Regions from separate parts of the Mus musculus genome. Here region 2 is linked to region 1. The links are chromatin contacts, called in public Hi-C maps. All regions are on one chromosome and are shown on one strand. Each heading gives the region's core, a stretch centred on a gene start, on an enhancer-like site or on the middle of the called end of the contact. The rest is flanking DNA. Distances are from core to core; before and after follow the strand shown. Region 1 overlaps Limch1 (LIM and calponin homology domains 1). Region 2 overlaps Limch1 (LIM and calponin homology domains 1).

Region 1 (5,245 bases), core at 723-3,222:
TTCTCTGTGGGGTCTAGGGATTAATTCAGGCCTTATGCTTATAAAGGCAAGTGTTTCTCCAACTGAGCCAGCTCCCAGCCGCTTAATTCATATCTTATCTTGCTAAGCACCTTGCTCATAGTCAGAGGTCCAATGTCAGATTGAATGAATGTGGACAGAGTATCTGACATAGCTCTTAAGGAAGGCATTGAAGTGCCCAAGAGCATGCTGGGAAAGTAGAGAAGACCAGTGTTGGCGGAGATACAGGTAAGTAAAGGTTTTAGGAGTGAGACAGAGAAGGTTGAACAGAGATGCCTGGCTATGAGCAGCAATATGCTTAAGGCACATCTCTTAGAGTAGGCAACTCTGTTGGCAGAATCCGGGTAGGTGGATTTCTCTGACTATGAAAGTATGACATGACTCACGGAAAATGTGACTTACAACAAGTCACCCAGCCTCCATCATGGTCCCATATGAAGGACAAGAAGATGGAGACTACAGGAATCCAGAAACATGTTCAAAGTTCCACTGATGACTATATGAAAACATGCATGTCCCTATGTTTAAAATACCAGGTTTCCAGTACTCCTCCAGGGCAAAAAATAGGGCGATGAGGCTTAAAAGTCAACTGTGTTAGTTAGAGTTTCTATTGTTGTGACAAACACCATGACTGTGGCAACTTATGAACAAAAGTATTTAACTGGACTACCAGAGAGTAGAGTCCCAGATGGTGGAGCAAAGGGAAGGTGGCTGGAGCTCATGTCTTGATGTACCAGCAGGAGGCAGAGAGAGCTAACTGTGAAAGGGGTAAGCTTTGAGAACCTCAGAGCCTACCCCCAGCGACACACTTCTCATTCTTTGCAAAAATTCCATCGGCTGGGAACCTAAGTTTTCAGGTATGGGAGCCATTCTCATTCAAACCATACCAATGTGGATTGATTGCTGAGTGATTTGATGGAGTCGGAGAGAGCAGTCGCTTTCTCCTTCTGAGACAGAAACAGTTTCATCTTGCTTTGGCTCTTTAGAAAATGTCAACATCAGGCTGGACATTTAAGTAGAAGCGGCTTGTCTGAGGGTAAAGTTACAGGCAGATGGTTACTGGCGTCTAGTAACTATTGCCACAAAACCTCCTAAATTAGTCCCGAGGTTTCCTTCCCATAAGTTCTGGGGAAGAACAGCAATTTGCTTTGAGAATTAAGGCATTTTACTTTAGTTGTTGGAGTCAGTGACCCAGAATAATTTGTCTGAGTTTCCACCTTGATTAAAAGTATCTTAGAAAACGTGTTAGTGGTCCTGACTGGGTTACTACAAGGCTTATGGGTAGAGCAGTACGGCAGACAGTGTATTTGATTTTTTTGAGTCCGTATTAATTAAAATATATTTAGAAACTTGACTTGAAATTCTATGATGAGCTCTTTAATAATGAAGTGATGCTACAATTTGGCCTATTTTACATGCCAAATTGTAAAACATGTAGGTAATTATATTTGACCATGTGCAACTTGATTTGTTGACTTAATATGACTCATGAGCAGTGGAAGTCTGAGGTTTTCAGTTTTGAGTCAGTTCATTAGCCAGATATTCAGCCAGAAACATTTCTTGGGACTGTTCAGACCCCAGAGTATCAGGGCATTAGGATGTTCAGTAATTAAGTATCTCCATTGTGACATTCAAACTTGAACGATGTATTATTTCAATGAGTCACACAGTGACATTCCAGTGACAGTCAGTGTGATGCTTAATCTTCATTGTCAACTTGCCAGGCTTAACATGAACCAGGGGCACACGGGTTAGACATGTGTATGGGGTTGTTTCTGAGCAAGGGATACTGTCCTGGAGTGTAGGCAGCACTACCCCACAGTCAGTCCTGGGGTTGATTAAAAAGATAAAAGAGGTGAGCTGAGTACCACAATTCATTTTGGTCTCTTTCCTGACTATGGATGCATCGAGTGGCTGCCCCAAGTCCCGTACTCCTGCTGGCATGCGTTGCCTGCTCTAGGGGACTGGATCCTCTTAACTGTGAGCCAAAGGTCTCTTCCTTCCTGAAGTTGTTTTAGTCAGACCAGGGAGAAAAGGAACCATACAATCAAGGATAACTTGATACCAGGCAGTTTGATTGATTTGGTTAATCCTTAAAACATTTGGACATCCTTGATAATAAGTAAAATGTTGTCATGTGGGGCTGGAGCGATGGGTCAGTGACTAAGAGTGATCACTACTCTTAAAGAGGATCTTAGTTTTAATCCTAACTCCCACACTGGGCAGCTCACAACTGTCTATAACTCTAGCTCCATGGAATCTGGTATCCCCTTCAGGATGCCCCAGGAATCAGCACACGCATGCATAGATTTCCTCTGCCACATATACACAAAATACAAAAAATTAAAAAAAATATTTTAAAGACGTTGTACTCACACCTAAGTGCATCTACATTGAAGAAAAAACAATTTAATGGCTGTGAGACAGTTAGGTGCTTACTCTGAATTTGCATCAAGATGAACACATGGGTGGGTCCCACAAATGATGTCTTGATACAGTAAAACTGTATTCATCTTTTGGGAGTCCACTCCTAGTCCTTTTGCTCCAACAGTGGAAGCCAGCCTTACAGCTGCAGGGCAGTTTGGAACAATGTAAAAATTGCCCGATATTCTTATTCCAAGGGGAAAAAACCCCAACCACTAAATTAGTTTTCATCTCACAAGCCAGTTGAGTAATGAGAAACTTCCTTCCTCTTCTCCCTCCCACCACCCCATTTTATTAAAGTCTTTCTTCCAGATCCAATAAGTTTAATTTAAATTCCTTAAAAGCAAAAGGGAAGGGGGCTAGAGAGATGGCTCAGCAGTTAAGATCACTGACTGCTCTTTAAAAGGTTCTGTGTTCAAATCCCAGCAACCACATGGTGGCGCACAACCATCCGTAATGAGGTCTGATGCCCTCTTCTGGTGTGTCTGAAGACAGCTACAGTGTACTTAGATATAATAAAAAAATAAATCTTTAAAAAAAATCAAAAGGGAATTTTTTTCTTACTTTATTTGCCTTTGCATAGCTAAGCAAGATTGCTGATTTAGAAATTCCATTAAATGAGGTGCTAGGAGGACTTTATAACATATGATACCCCAAATCCTCTTATGTAAAGGGACCAACCCATGAGATTCAAGCTTTCAGGCTGAAAGTCAGGCCTGGCTTCATTGAGTAGCTCTAGAGGGCAAATACATTTCCATACTGTTGCCTTCCAGAAACAAGGGAGGCAGTGTCTCCAGACCCAGTTGATACCGGAGCTGGGTCCATGATTCCAAGGCCTATAGATTGCATCTTGCATTACATTGGATTCTTCACATTCTTCAGGATGGGTTTGTTTGGTGCCATTAAGGTTTCTGCTTGTCTCAGGTTACCTCTGCTCTTCCATTAAGGCCTGTGTGGCTGGTCTTGTAGGAAAGAGAGGTTTCTCCCTGCCCCCACTGGTGTTGATTTCATCAATGGTCTTTCTTTGTCTGTTCTTCAAGGATCTGCCCTCCAACCCCTTTATGTCCCGACCTGGATGCGATATCTCTGGTCGGTTGCCCCTCAGTAAGACATGGTGGGAAAGAGAACTTACTGTGTCACCGACCAAAGCCTCTCCCATGCTTGGAGTCCAGTGGCAAGTATGAGTCCCTGGATATTTAGAGGTTAATTTTGTGTCCCTGTTTCTGCTATGTATGGGTTCATTATGTTTCTGAACCTGTAAGCTGGGCCCAGGGAGATGCTGTCTTTTCTAAGAGTTGCCTTGATCATGGTGTCTCTTCACAGCAATGAAACCCTTAGTAAGCCAATTAGTGATGGACCAGGAGACGTAGGCACTTGGAATGTGGTAGAGAAATGCTTTGTGACTTTGTAGCATGAGGACCCACTCTCATCTAACTGTAGGAAGCCTTTGAACTAAGATGTATAAAATCTAGTAAAAGATGTGTAGGAGGGAGGAAATGGGGAGACTGTTCCAAAGATGATGATGATGATGTCATGAAGTGGTAAGAATTAACATTCACCGAGTCTTTCCTGTGCACCAGCCATTCTTCTGTGTACTTTAGGTTCGTTTACTGAATCCTTAGAGCACCTCTTTAAGGTAGTGACTATTATTGAAGAACACGGGAGACAACCATGTGTCTTATAATATAATATTGTAATTTGATAGTCCCTAAACTAAAAGACTTATCTAAGTGAAGTCAGGCTAGGGTTTTAACCAAAGCAGTCTGGGTCCAGAGCTGATGTTAGTTTTATACTTGGGATAATAGAGAGATAATGTGTACAACACCCTTTACATAGAACTGCCCCCTTGGTTGTATAGCATTCTAACGTCTCATGATCAAAATTACCATTAAAATTTATCAGTCAAAGACGAGGTCTCTGAGTTTAGGGCCAGCCTGCCTGGTCTACAGAACAAGTTCCAGGACAGCCGCCAGGGTTAAACGGAGAAACCCTGTTTCGGGGGAAAACAAAACAAAACAACACAACACAACACAACACAACAACAACAACAAACAGAGAGAGAGAGAGAGAGAGAGAGAGAGAGAGAGAGAGAGAGAGACTTATTAGCCAAATACTACTTTGCTTTTATCAGCAAATTCCCTTCCTGTTGAAAGAGAACGTCAAACTTGATTGTCTGTCTCCCTGATTGGCTGCGAGTCACTGTGTGATTCTGATTGACAGCTGTACTGCCCGCTCCTGTGATCTGCCTCAGATCACAGCCTCAAGCTTGGAAAAAATACAAACCCTATGGGCTTGTGGACGTTTATTGTTGTCATTGCTAACTATCACTCCCTGCAATCTATTTTTAACAGGGGTTTTGATCTATTCCAGTGCTTCTGCGCTTTCATTCTGTAGGCTGAGTTTAGGACCCCCGCCCCTCCCCGAGCCCTCACTGTTCGGCATTGGCATTGGGGAGTAGATTAGTGATTTATTGGGCACCACTTACAGATTTCATATGGAGGTTGCTTTTCAACCCAATAATTTTAAACGTGTTCAAGAAAGAGTCCAGTTGAAAATCCAAGGATACTAAGAAAGGAAATCTAATTATGTTCTGAAGATAGATGGCAGCTGTGGTCCTAGGTGTTGAATTGTGTATCTCAATCCCCACTCTTAATGTTTGAGGACTTTTAAATAATCCAGTATTTAAGAAGGTTACTTGAGGATATTAAGAGCCATGAATTTTGTAACCATAAGAGGAAATAGAGGTACAATGGCAAACTCTAACATTTTTATTTTTAGGGCAGTATTTAAAAAAAGAACGAGG
Region 2 (5,245 bases), core at 1,022-3,521, 210 kb after region 1:
CACTGAATTATTGTGGATTCTAAGACGCTCTCTTAGTGCCGGAAGCTGTATGAACATAATCAGTTGGTATATGCCTTGTTTCTGTCACCCTTCTGAATGCTACTACCCTCAGATTGGAACTTCATTAATTGACTTTTCTGGTAGGTTGCTCATTCCAAGTCTGTCACAGTCATCAATTCTATACCCTATAGCATTAAGACATTCTTTACCCAGAGTATCTCCTACTTTGCATTTAAGGATCTCTATGGGAGAGGGAGAGGGAAGGGAGAGGGAGAGAGGGAGGGAGGGAGAGAGGGAGAGAGGGAGAGAGGTAGGGAGGGAGAGAGAGAGAGAGAGAGAGAGAGAGAGAGAGAGAGAGAGAGAGAGAGCAGACCTGCTTGACAACTGAAAAGGCCCCTTGAAGCCAAGTGCTAATCACCTTCCTCTTAATCAGCAAAGACAGTCTTTCTTACATCTGTGGTCCTTAAAACTAACACATCCATCTACGAGGAAACGCCTTAGATCCATGAGCGCACAGAAAACGGAGCACAGAAGGCGATCCTCAGAGTCTGCTGCTCTTGCCAGTATCCCAAAACTACCTCTCAGGGGCCTCCTCCAGCCACTGCCGAGGGAGAACAGCCAGAAAGCTTCTTGCAGGGTGAGACTCAGAATTTAGGAAGAATCTGTCACCAGCAGAGACCTCCTTGAACGCTGTTTCATTGTTCTGTGAAGAAAACAATTGAAGTTCAGATCCATCCCGAAGCTAACAGTTAGCTAGGACAAGACTGTGTGTGCACCATAAGCTCCGAGTTCCGAGTTGTGTTGTACTTCGATAAAATACTAACTGGATATCCAAATAGAGACACGAGGCCACACAATTGTTAGTTAACCATTTCTCCATTATTTATCCATCAAGAATAACTTCTCTTTCAAAGATGGTTTAGCAAGCCCCGCATTTGAATATGAGTGCTCTAGTGGGCCTTTTTACTGACTAAAATCCATGTATCCAGGCTTCAGAAGTGACCCTGCTCATGCTCCCTCCCTAGTGGGGAAGAGTCCTCGCGTCACTTGCCTCACAGTTGGGGCATTTGGGGCACACTGAGGATCCTGCTTAAACTAGTACCTTTTGGGAGTGGCCCCTGCAGAACAGAATGTGTCTTCTGCCAGCACAGTCTTCTCACAGTCCTTTGGTTGGCTTGCTTTTGTCCATTCCAACAGAAAGCTGGGGTCTTACCCACAGATTTGATAACTGAAAAGGCCCCTTGAAGCCAAGTGCTAACTACCTTCTTCTTATCAGCAAAGGCAGTCTTGATTTTCAGGTTTTCCCTATGAATGAAATAATAATTGTCAATAAATGTGGAATGTTCTAGAATGATGAAAGTTGAAAGAAAGAAAGGAGTGTGTGTGTGTGTGTGTGTGTGTGTGTGTGTGTGTGTGTTTTCATGCATTGTTGGGGCAATTTCTCTAAAATTATAGGAAGAAACATTCAGAAATTACCTGATAGGCTACCGATCATGGGACAAGGTAATGTTTTGCTGACCAGGTGTGGTTTCTGGAAGCTAGAAGCAGGATAGAGTCTCCTTACAGCATTCAGAATACAGAAGTGACAGCCGGATGGTGGTGGCGGCAGCGGCGCACACCTTTAATCCCAGCACTTGGGAGGCAGAGGCAGGAGGATTTCTGAGTTCAAGGCCAGCCTGGTCTACAGAGTGAGTTCCAGGACAGCCAGAGTTACACAGAGAAACCCTGTCTCGAAAAACCAAAAAGAAAAAAGAAAAAAAGAAAAGAAAAGAATACAGAAGTGAGAGAAGTGAGCAGCCTTTTGGGAGCAGAAGAAGACAGTGCCTTGCTGCAGGGATGCTTGATCACGGGAGTTTTTCATTCAGATGCGTGCTCCTGTACAGTGATGTTCTCACCTTCAGATCTTTTCTACTGTGTAGCTTCATTTGGGCCTCACATAATCATACTGCCGAGGATGTAGCTTTGTAAACCCAGATTAGCAGGAGAATAGAAAAGATCAGGACAAACCTTGTTTTTTTCCAGCTGTGGGATAGCCTCTGAGTCTGGTTTTGATTAAGACGACCCGTTTTCTAGGAATTGTGGTTTCTGTCAAATGCAGGCGGAAAGTACTGATTGGAGTTCTGGCTGAAGTTCTGATTTGCTCTTAGAAAACCCGTAGGAATAGCCTTTGATATTGTCTGTGCATTAACACATCAGAGCAGCTCAGTGAGGGTTCATGTATGTTGCATGTCCATGACGGCCCATTACACCAACACAGGGGCATGAGCCATGTGTGTGCGAATAACTGTAGTGTATTTGCATTTTAGGCTGTCTTTTCCGAATACTGTGAGTTAACCCCAAGCTTTTGTGTTTCCATTAAACAGAGTTTTCTTTGTGGGCAGCATGGGATTTTTTTGATTTCTCTTCTGGGTCTTAATGGCAACTTTATACCCTTTGGAAATATGAAGGCTTTGATTTTGGCTTTTTTTTTAAGTAGCTAATGAATATTGCTAATTGTGTAACAACATTTCTCTTACAGCATGACCAGCAAAAAAGGTTTGGTAGACACGAACTGATTTCTCCCACAGTTTGTTTTTCCAGGTTGGTCACAGCATCCGCTCTCTGCCAGCCCTCTCTAATTTTGTATTTGATCTTGTAGATACGGTCCCAGAACTCCTGTGTCAGATGACGCAGAGTAAGTGGCATCTATCGTGTTCATAGGATCACATTAATCACTAGCCTAAACTGCATGCTTCCTGTACTTACCACTAATTGGCATGCAACGGAGGCTGCAGAGAGCTGCACAGTCAGCCCAGTGCACAGACGAGCACCGGGGTGCCACCGGGGTCGTGTGTTCTGTGCAGGGGAAGTGATGGAGACAGCAACTTAAGCATGATGCTAATGTGTGGCTAATGCTGCAGCTTTGCCGCTCATTTCCCACTGCCTGGCATGCTCAAGCCGCTCTTATGACTTGGACATTGGTACCCTTCCTGAACCATTGAATTAGGGAAGGGGGTGTCATGAGGTTTGCAGTTTAACTCCCAATGCACAGGGGCTTAGCCTAAACAAAGAAGTAGTCATTCTTACAGTCACTTTTTTCCCCAAAACTAAAAAAAAAAAAAAAAAAAAAAAACCAACCAAATCCTAAACCACTAATTATAGATTCAGAAGCCCAAGTCTCTACCAGGTTGGAGTTGTATAAACTGTGGGATGTTTAAGACCCAAACATTGGGGTTTTGTTCAAGTTCTGTGGCATAGCAAGGGGTCAAGGGTATAAAACAAGAACCCGGGTTCCTCTGCCTACCGCTTGCTTTTCTTCTGGAACAGAGGTCTCTTCCCTACCCTGCACCTCACATCCCAGGTTGAGAAAAATCGTATTCACCCCATCTGTGACCTTACAAACTCTGTCCCAAAGTTGGCTTTCCTGTAAGCAGAACCTTGTGCCCTTGATGTACAAGGCCGAAGGTTTTTCAGGATGATCTTCTTGGGTGTGGTGATTGGTCTTCTGAGGAAAAGGATTTAATATTTCATTCCAACACGAGTTGCACAAAAGTGTCCACGTGGCCTGACAGAGACCTGGCCATCAGCAGAACGATGGATGTTGCTTGCTCTCCTGACCCAAGTTCCACAGCAAATCAGGGCGTAGAACCCACAGATGTCAATTCTACTGATGACAACCATAATGGTATTTAGGCAGAGATGGGGGCTTTAGACAACTCTTTTCCCATCATGCTTTTCCCTGTGTTTGTGTTGAGGAGTCTTAACCCTGAGCGCTCACATTCCATTGCCAAGTTCCAATGGGCAGTCTAGAATTATGTAGTTCTCTAGGAGACAGAACCTCCGTGTCCCCAAAATGCAACTCAGCCTGTGCCTGACTGACTGCAATGAGTTAAGCCAACAGTAAAACTGAGACCTGGGTATGACTCTTAAATCCTTCAGCGGCAATATTTCACATCGCTGACAGGAGGAGGCATGCGATTGAGAGGCCAAGCCCTACTCTGATCTGATGAGCAGCAACATTGTGAAGGATGGATTTATTCCCCCCAGACGTGCGGCTGCAGGACAGTTTGCTCAGAGTGGATCTTGGGGAAGGAAACTACATTCAGAAGATTGTAGACCTTGCCTAAGCTTGCCTTAGAAACCCCAGGCACAGAAAAAGTTAGGAACTGTTTAAAGGGGTGGGGCTTGGCACCCCCTTCTCTGCTGTTTATCCCTGTGGACCAGTAAGAACTCAAGGAACTTGTTGTCTAGAGGTTTTATTTGAGAATATACAAGAGCGCCAAATGATCACTTACAGAGGGTGCTGTTGACACGAGTCATGGGGAGAACAAAATCACAAGGCGATGCTAAGAGTTAATTTTTAAAATAGAATTGGATACTACTGTCTTGTAGTTTCTTTCCCCTCTCCCTTTCCCAACAATCTTTAAAGGCAATTACTGGCATAAACTACACTAATTAATTGACATACAAGATATAGCCCAATCAAAAGACAAAGTGTCCTGATTAAATATGTCAGGGTAAACTTACCATAGACATAGTGAAATCTCCACCTTCTGGCCAGGCAGGATCTCTCTGTCATTCCATGTTCTCACATTCTCCTCAATGGCGCATTGCTCCTCTCCCAACAGGACTCTGCCGGAGGGCCTGCATCTTGGGAATGTCAGGGAACATTTTATTCAGAGTTTTCTTACTTCAAATTGGACTTTTTCGGATTCTTTTATGCAAACAATTGATATTTCTTTAAAAAAATACAAAAAGCCTGGGTTAGGGAGATAGTTCTTCCTGATATAGGAGAGTCCCACTTAATTATCTGGCCTTTGGCCACATTTGGGCTACGCTAAGTTGGAGCTTCACAGTGGGAATGGAGATGGTAAGACTGTGAGGACCTCACTCAGTGACTGGCTGGGGAAGGAACTGAATCCCGTCCTCGGAGGAAGCCAGCTCTTTCCTTCTCACCCCTGCAGAAACCAATGCTCTATGGCCATCTACTTTGGTCAACCTGGAATTCTGCCCTTTGGAACACAGGCAGCAAAGGCAGGGGCCTCCTCTCTCCCCACAATTTGTCTACTGGTCTGTAAGACGTGCAGCTCAGAGACGTTTATTCCTCTGAAAGCCTTAGTAGAGAAATTGTAATTTGCCTCAAAGTAACTGGCTATATTATTATTTTAAAGGTAAGACCCGTCCCCTCACCTCCAAGCATAGGGGGAAAAAGTATAAGAGTTTCCATCTATCTCTAGAAGACCTACTTATGTGAGAGAAAAAAACC

The links. A called contact is a pair of places that touch in the nucleus more often than the background predicts.
Region 2: a Hi-C map of the N1E-115 cell line shows a contact between it and region 1, with 4 times the contacts expected there. The contact joins two enhancer-like sites. A contact is called at or near these places in 17 of 39 promoter capture datasets (the 3T3-L1 cell line, 3T3-L1-derived adipocytes, the C10 cell line and 11 more), 8 of 484 Hi-C or Micro-C datasets (the C10 cell line, the N1E-115 cell line, bone marrow-derived macrophages and 5 more), 12 of 115 datasets of contacts at active chromatin or transcription factors (astrocytes, craniofacial prominence, embryonic basal ganglia and 8 more) and 2 of 9 other capture datasets (adipose tissue and pancreatic islet).

What each region holds. Positions count from the first base shown.
Region 1 is chr5:66,780,154-66,785,398 of GRCm38.p6, forward strand. All of the region lies in intron 1 of Limch1 (LIM and calponin homology domains 1), which reads left to right. Among named protein-coding and RNA genes, the nearest start is that of Limch1, 37 kb to the left of the region's middle. Within about 2 kb of position 1,973, at least 7 of the 459 cell types and tissues checked have an H3K27ac peak or open chromatin away from gene starts, as enhancers often do. A contact at or near this core is called in the N1E-115 cell line, where this site is marked.
Region 2 is chr5:66,990,505-66,995,749 of GRCm38.p6, forward strand. It overlaps Limch1 (LIM and calponin homology domains 1), which reads left to right. Exons shown (of 26, transcript NM_001001980.3): 9 at 2,639-2,674. Among named protein-coding and RNA genes, the nearest start is that of Gm33040, 6.3 kb to the right of the region's middle. Within about 2 kb of position 2,272, at least 3 of the 459 cell types and tissues checked have an H3K27ac peak or open chromatin away from gene starts, as enhancers often do. A contact at or near this core is called in the N1E-115 cell line, where this site is marked.